Linked DNA regions of Rattus norvegicus: region 2 is linked to region 1. A link is a contact called in public Hi-C data. All regions are on one chromosome and are shown on one strand. Each heading gives the region's core, a stretch centred on a gene start, on an enhancer-like site or on the middle of the called end of the contact. The rest is flanking DNA. Distances are from core to core; before and after follow the strand shown.

Region 1 (4,083 bases), core at 362-2,861:
ATGGCCATCACCCTGCCTCAGGATTGCAAGCATGTGCCACCTCATCCGACCTTAAAACCCTGGGTGGTTTAAGAGAGGGGTGGGGTGGGCTGGGGTCGGGTGGGGCATAGGTTTGGTACTGAGGATGTGTCTTTTCATCGCATCAGAAAACAAACCCCTTGTCTGGGTGTCTCACTCACTGCATGTGATTAAGATTTAGTTACAGGTCAGAAAGGACAAGGCATTTATTTAGAAAGAATGTGAGGTTCCTAACACTGCACATCTAGCCCCTAACGGATTGCTTTCCATCATTAATTGAGGCTTACTTTGTTCCAAGCACTTTCCCCTGCTCAGGAACAGGATGGGATTCTAGAAGGCCTTGGGTTATTTTCTTGTCCAAAACATACAGCCAAACTCAGCCTCTTTTCATAGCTAACCCATGCTCCTTATTCTAACCATTGCTTTGGGGGTTGGGTAAGTGTCTACAATTCTAAATGAAAAACTTTTTATTCTGTGACTAAAGCTTTGTATTTCTCTGGTGAATCTATAGAGTGTTGCTACCATCACTTTATGGAAAGTCCTGGGTACCATATGGCCTCCCTTTCCTCTCTCTCTCTCTCTCTCTCTCTCTCTCTCTCTCTCTCGCGCGCGCGCGCGCGCGCGCGCGCGCGCTCAGAGATTTCTTTATTAGCAATGCAACATGAACTCAGAACCTTTGGAAAATGATTAATTCCAGAACAGTGTTTGAGAGATCATGTTTTAACCAATTGAGATTACACAATTGGGGAGAAAGGGGTAGGGAAATTTCTCATTGCCTTTTGATCCTTAAAAAAAAAAATCCTTAAAAACGACTGCATTCAGTTTGAACGGAAATAATTTCTTAACTTTATTTTTAAAATCGCAAGACAAAACTAAGACAAACGGATAGTAGTACTCTTGATTTGCTCTACTAAGAATGCAATGAATTCTACCCTCCGTTTGGAAAAAGATAAAACTGTGGGTTTGGGGTGGGAGCAGGGGTGTAGGCTGGAAAGTAAAGCCTCACACGCGCCAAGTCAGAATCTACCTGTAAGCTATCCATATCTCACGGCCCATAAGTGATAATATTAATCTCCCCAGAAATACTCATTCCACCTTCCAAGCAGAGTCCGCTGCTTCCTCTGCCCTCCAACAGACCCAATTTGCTGTCGTTTTGCTAGTCGATGCTGCGTCGTAGTCGGCTTGGATCATTCCCCTTTCTTGTGATCAAAGACAATGATTAAAGTGTTTAATGGGCCTGGTTGGGGTGGGAGGTGGACAGATCCGCCCGCAGATGGGTCTCCTCCCCCTGGCGCTGGCAGAGCGCTGGACAGGAAACTCTGGAAAGCAGCCAGAGGAAAGTGAAGTTCCTGGCGCGAGCGCGTGTCCTGCTCAAAGAACCCGGCGCTAGCGCATTCTTCGTGCAGTTATTGGCTGGGACTCTGTGTGCCGCTGTCGGCCAATGAAGACGCTGGAGATCTGGCCCGGGCCCGTCCCCTTTCGGCGCCCCGGGATGAGGCAGAGACTGAACAGCGGGCGAACAAATCAGCGGCGCCCAGAAAGCCATGTCGGACTCGGCGCCCAGCGCCCAAGCGCTAACCCGCTGAAAGTTTCTCTGCCAAACCTCCGGGACCACCTGGACCCCGCCAAGAGGAGCTGCTTTTGAGTGAGATGGTCGCAGAGGCCCGGAGCAGCGGACTGGTAAGCCCCGGGAGAACGGTGGGAGTTTTGCTTCTGCTAGCTGCCTTGACCGAGGCTTCCACCATCATTCACTATGAGATCCTGGAGGAGAGAGAGAAGGGGTTTCCCGTGGGTAACGTGGTCACGGATCTTGGTTTGGATCTCGGCAGTCTGTCGGCCCGCAGGCTCCGGGTGGTGTCCGGAGCTAGCCGTAGGTTCTTTGAGGTGAACTGGGAGACTGGAGAGATGTTCGTCAACGATCGACTGGACCGAGAGGAGCTGTGTGGGACGCTGCCCTCCTGCACTGTAACTCTGGAGTTGGTGGTAGAGAACCCGCTGGAGCTGTTCAGCGCGGAAGTGGTGGTCCAGGACATCAACGACAACAATCCCTCTTTCCCCACCGCGGAAATGAAATTGGAGATTAGCGAGGCCATGGCGCCGGGGACGCGCTTTCCGCTCGAGAGCGCGCACGATCCCGATGTGGGAAGCAACTCTTTACAAACCTATGAGCTGAGCCACAACGAGTACTTTGCGCTCCGCGTGCAGACTCGAGAGGACGGCACGAAATACGCGGAGCTGGTCCTGGAGCGCGCCCTAGATTGGGAACGGGAGCCAAGTGTCCAGTTGGTACTGACCGCACTTGATGGAGGAACCCCAGCTCGCTCCGCCACCCTTCCAATTCGTATCACAGTGCTGGACGCGAATGACAATGCTCCTGCCTTCAATCAGTCTTTGTATAGGGCGCGCGTCCGGGAGGATGCACCCCCAGGCACGCGCGTCGCCCAGGTTCGTGCAACTGACCTGGATGAGGGCCTCAATGGAGAAATCGTTTACTCCTTCGGCAGCCACAATCGTGCTGGGGTGCGGGAACTATTCGCTTTAGACCTCGTAACCGGGGTGCTGACAATCAAGGGTCGCCTGGACTTTGAAGACACCAAACTCCATGAGATTTACATCCAGGCCAAAGACAAAGGTGCCAATCCGGAAGGAGCGCATTGCAAAGTACTGGTAGAGGTTGTGGACGTTAATGACAATGCCCCGGAGATCACAGTCACCTCTGTATACAGCCCAGTCCCTGAGGATGCTCCTCTGGGGACTGTCATTGCTTTGCTCAGTGTGACTGATCTGGATGCTGGAGAGAACGGGCAGGTGACCTGCGAGGTTCCCCCGGGTCTCCCCTTCAGCCTGACTTCTTCCCTCAAGAATTACTTCACTTTGAAAACCAGTGCAGCCCTGGATCGTGAGACCGTGCCCGAATACAATCTCAGTATCACAGCTCGAGACTCGGGAACTCCCTCTCTCTCAGCTCTTACAACAGTCAGGGTCCAAGTGTCCGATATCAACGACAATCCTCCTCAGTCATCCCAATCCTCCTACGATGTGTATGTGGAGGAAAATAACCTACCCGGAGTTCCTATATTAAACCTAAGTGTCTGGGACCCCGACGCCCCGCCCAATGCCCGCCTTTCTTTCTTTCTCTTGGAACCCGGAGCGGAAACTGGTCTCGTAGGTCGCTATTTCACAATAAATCGTGACAATGGAATCTTGACAACCTTAGTACCCCTGGACTATGAGGATCAGAGAGAGTTCCAGCTAACCGCTCATATAAACGACGGAGGTACCCCGGTTTTGGCCACCAACATCAGCGTGAACATATTTGTTACTGACCGCAATGACAACGCCCCCCAGGTCCTGTATCCCCGGCCTGGCCAGAGTTCAGTGGAGGTGCTGCCTCGAGGTACAGCGGCGGGCCACGTGGTCTCACGGGTGGTAGGCTGGGACGCAGATGCAGGGCACAATGCCTGGCTCTCCTACAGCCTCATGGGAGCCCCCAACCAGAGCCTTTTTGCCGTGGGGCTTCACACGGGTCAGATCAGCACTGCCCGCCCAATCCAGGACACAGATTCACCAAGACAGATTCTCACAGTCTTGATCTCAGACAATGGAGAACCATTGCTCTCCACCACCGCCACCCTGACTGTGTCAGTAACTGAGGAGTCTCCGGAAGCCCGGGCCGAGTTCCCTTCTGGCTCAGCTCCCCGAGAACAGAACAAAAATCTCACCTTTTATCTACTTCTTTCTCTAATCTTAGTCTCTGTGGGATTCGCAGTTACAGTGTTGGGAGTGATCATATTCAAAGTTTACAAGTGGAAGCGGTCTAGGGACCTCTACCGAGCCCCAGTGAGCTCCCTGTACCGAACCCCAGTGTCCTCCTTGCACGCAGACGCGGTGCGAGGAGGCCTAATGCCGCCGCACCTGTACCATCAGGTGTACCTCACCACGGACTCTCGCCGCAGCGACCCACTGCTGAAGAAGCCTGGTGCGGCCAGCCCACTGGCCAGCCGCCAGAACACGCTGCGAAGTTGTGATCCCGTGTTCTATAGACAGGTGTTGGGTGCAGAGAGC
Region 2 (3,817 bases), core at 662-3,161, 46 kb after region 1:
TATAATCTGCACCTTTTGCTAGGGTCCTCATTCCAGTATGTCAGGCACTAAAGGCTCCAGCTATCTTCTCTTCAGCAGTTTCCAAGTCAAGCTAGTATCTAATGTGTCTACAGAGCCTCTGCCAGGCTTTAACTGCCATAATGATGCTTCTCTGTAGAGGTTACTCTTTGTTAGAAAGAAGCCCTCATGTCTAGGCCTCCAAAGGGTCCTGGTGAGGACTTCTAATGTGAGAGAGAGGCCTAGACAGCCCAGGGCAAGGAAATGGGAAATTCTAAATCTGGAGCTTCACTTTCTTCTTGGGCCCTCCACTAGCATGACCAGGAGCAGAGACCCTGGTCAATCCCCACCCCAATGCCCAACTAATTGGGCTCCATTTGTTTACTTACCCTGCCGGGGCCCTCTCTTCCGTCGGAATGCTGCTCCTGACTGCAGAGCTTCTAGAAGACTGTCCATCACACCTGTCTCATCCCCCTCTGTGATGAACAAAGACAGAGGCATACATTTTTCTGCCAGGCCAGCAGGGTAAATGTCAAAGTACACATGAGATGCATGGCTGCTACGTGGCTTTCCCCACCCCTTGCACACTAACTGAGAGACCATAAGAGACACAAAAGGGTCACCCTTTCAAGCCTCAGACCCATGCTTACTTTCCCTGTGTCGGTTTATAAACTGCCTTAAGACAGTCACTGCCTGTCAGTGTGAATCCTGAGGGACTGTTGCAATGTCATCCTACCCACACTAATCAGGACCAGCACACAGACTCTTTTTTTTTTTTTTAAATATTTTATTTATTTATTATATATTATGGTTACACTGTCGCTATCTTCAGACACACCAGAAGAGGGCATCAGACTCATTTCAGATGGTTGTGAGCCATCATGTGGTTGCTGGGATTTGAACTCAGGACCTTGGGAAGAGCAGTCGGTGCTCTTAACCACTGAGCCATCTCTCCAGCCCCAGCACACAGACTCTTAACACTAACTCTAAGACCTGAGCAGGCAGAGGCCATGCTTATGAATCAAAAGGCAGCTATGCCAGGCAAAGCTACCATGTCTGTAACCCCAGGAGAGGCAGGAAGATGTGGAGTTTGAAGCTAGCCTGGGCTAAGTAGGAAGAATTATGTGTATATGTGTGTGTGGGGGGGGTTGTGGGGGTTAGCAACTATTATAATTATTATCAATCTCAGTGTTTCACTCCAGTCCACATCAACGACTGAGGGCCTGGTCTTCAGGAGGGCTAAGGAAGAGAACCCACTGGTCAAGACTGAATTTCGTGTTACTACTGCTTCCAGTGGTTGCATCTTCCTGAACATAACTCTGCACATGACAAGCTGAAAGCAGCCTGGCTGGAATGCAAAGAGTTAAGGTAGAATCCCAGTTCTAGCCAGGCTCAGTTTCCATGGTAACAGCTCAGGATAGTGAAATCTGAAACTGAAATCCCAAGGAGCTGGTTGGCTACTAGCTGAAGACTAGGGTTCATTACTGCCAGCGCCATCTGCTGTCTGCACATCACCAGTGCAGCTGACCTACATTCAATTTCATTTGCTTGACCCAGGCACTTAGAATAGGGTAAGGTCCACTACGCCATCTGCTGGCTGGGTTATAGCCCTTATCCCAAATGTCCTTTGGACTCCACCTTGCTCCCATTACTTCTTAGACAATATAGAAAGGGTAAAGCCCTGGAGGCCCAGGGAGAACAGTGAGGAAATGATGAACACTTGGTATAAATTTTAACAGTTTTATGGGAACAAAGTTGATGGCTTAAATACAACTGAGACAAAGGCAAGAAACTACTCTCAAGGACTCTGGGAGCAAACCATGTTGGTCTTTACTGTTTCTGCTCAGCAAATTTTTAAGACTTGACAGATTCAAGAACTCCTCACTTTCAGGGGCTTATGGGCCTTACAGATCAGCTCAGGGCCATGTGCAATGTATGCTGCATTTACTGTATTTCCGCTGCCCAAAGGAGCAGTGGGGGCGGGGAATCCTCAGCAGGAAAGAAGCAGAGACAGGAAACAGAGGGCCAGTAATTGAGACCATATGCTCAAACAAAGACATGTTTCTGCTGGAGAAAGAGTGGCCAGCTTTTCACCCCCTTCTAGGAAAGTTCAATCCATTTATGATCTCAGACATGCACACAACATTCTATGAGGTAATAGGAATAGGAATTGGTGAAATAAGAGGAGAGGAGAGCTACTACAAGACGGAGGAGTCAGAGAAACATTTTGGAAACCCCAAATATTTAGCAGGAATGAGGACAGGTCAGGGAACGTTTTTTGACAGGTAGAAGAGTTAAGTGTGGCAGCAATTCCCAAATCACAAGGGTGGTAAGATATAATCCAAGAACCAGCAAAGGAGAGGAAAAGGAAAACATGTTAAAATCCAGCATCCGGAGCTTGGAGGCAGAAGGCTGCCAAAAGCCATTTGCCAAGAGCTCCGTTTAGACCCGAATACCCTGTGTTCCAGACAGAGAACCTTCCAGTGCCCTTTCCACTACTCACCTGCATTCATGTCTATGAGCTGCTCTCGCTTCTGCTGCTTCTCCAGTCGCTCTTTTTCCGCCTTTTCCTTGGCTAGTTTTGCTCTCCTCATCTTTTCTTCTGTTTCCCGGCGCTTCTGGTTCTCCTTGACTGCTTGCTGGAGAAGGGGAGGGAGACCAGATGGAGGATATGTGGAAACATGTAAATCCACCAGGAAACATTAGGAACCCCATGAAAAATAGCAGTTCATGCTTGCTCACCAAAAACATATTCCTAAAGTTGTGCAGATCCATAAAAAATTCTTCTACAGACAACTTCTTAGGGTCAAAGACGAAGTAGTCGCCTAGCTCCTTATAGAGAGTCTCCATGTTGGAGTGCATCATCCGTAGCTTGTTATACTGTTCCTGTGCATCCTTCACAAAGCTGTGCAGCCAGGAGTAAAGGAGCAAGACCAAGAAGCCGACCCACGATGGGGGTGGTGATGGCACACACCTTTAATCCCAGCAGAGGCAGATGGATCGCTGAGTGCTCGAGGCCAGTGTGGTTAACAGAGAGAGCTCCAGGACAGCCAGAGCTACACAGAGAAACCCTGTCTTGAAAAACCAACCAACCAACCAACCAACAAAACAAACAAAAAAACCAAGTAACAACAACAACAACCAAAAAGAAACAGACCCAGGTCAGAAACAAAAACAAAAGTAACAGGCCTAGGTTGGAGAACCATTCAAAGATGCACCATACACCTACACAGGGTGCACCATATAGTCCTGTTCATGACAGAACAGAAGTGCCGTAAGTACTGGTAAGAAGATAATGGCTAACCGTAAGCTATGGTTTACCCATACAATAGAAATTACATAGATTACTGTAGAAACAAGGCTGAGACAATGAGAAAATGCTATGCAATGCAGTTTTGGTGTAAAGCAGAAAAAGGCAGTGGTTATCTCTGTGGAAGGGTGTCTCTGTGACAGCAATGGGAACAGAGTAGGGACTCGGGCTTTCAGAGTAGGTAAGTGTGTTTATAACAGGAACGGGACAGAACAGGTACTTGGAGACTTGTAGTTTATCTGCAAAATTTACTTCTAATAAGGTTAAAAACTGTATTTAGTGGAAGAAAAAAAACTTAGAGGTAAAAACTGAACGCTGCTGTCATCCCTCTCATTCCCTTGGCCACCCAAGTCCTCTGAGAAAGGATATAGTCATCTTCTCAACAAACTTGTCTTTTTCGTCTGTGGCAGCTGGGAAATTTTGAACATCGCGTTCCACATCAGCAATCTGTTTCTTCATCTGATCTAAATTCTTCTGCAAGTTCTCAGCAGAAACTGGGAGGCGAACAGA

The links. Hi-C and Micro-C count contacts between places; a contact is called where the count stands out from the background.
Region 2: a Hi-C map of prefrontal cortex shows a contact between it and region 1, with 4 times the contacts expected there. The contact joins the enhancer-like site here to the promoter of Pcdhgc3 in region 1. A contact is called at or near these places in 6 of 12 Hi-C or Micro-C datasets (Schwann cells, frontal cortex, kidney and 3 more) and 1 of 1 datasets of contacts at active chromatin or transcription factors (oligodendrocytes).

Annotation. Positions count from the first base shown.
Region 1 is chr18:29,882,634-29,886,716 of GRCr8, forward strand. It overlaps Pcdhgc3 (protocadherin gamma subfamily C, 3), which reads left to right and starts at 1,612. Exons shown (of 4, transcript NM_053943.1): 1 at 1,612-4,083. The coding sequence starts at 1,669. The region is part of intron 1 of Pcdhga1 (protocadherin gamma subfamily A, 1); the gene reads left to right. All of the region lies in intron 1 of Pcdhga2 (protocadherin gamma subfamily A, 2), which reads left to right. The region is part of intron 1 of Pcdhga3 (protocadherin gamma subfamily A, 3); the gene reads left to right. It also overlaps Pcdhga5, Pcdhga7, Pcdhga8, Pcdhga9, Pcdhga10 and Pcdhgb7, and 3 more genes.
Region 2 is chr18:29,928,245-29,932,061 of GRCr8, forward strand. Diaph1 (diaphanous-related formin 1) reads right to left here. Exons shown (of 28, transcript NM_001107393.3): 24 at 3,677-3,801; 25 at 2,740-2,904; 26 at 2,501-2,636; 27 at 387-473. Among named protein-coding and RNA genes, the nearest start is that of Pcdhgc5, 32 kb to the left of the region's middle. Within about 2 kb of position 1,912, at least 16 of the 93 cell types and tissues checked have an H3K27ac peak or open chromatin away from gene starts, as enhancers often do. A contact at or near this core is called in prefrontal cortex, where this site is marked.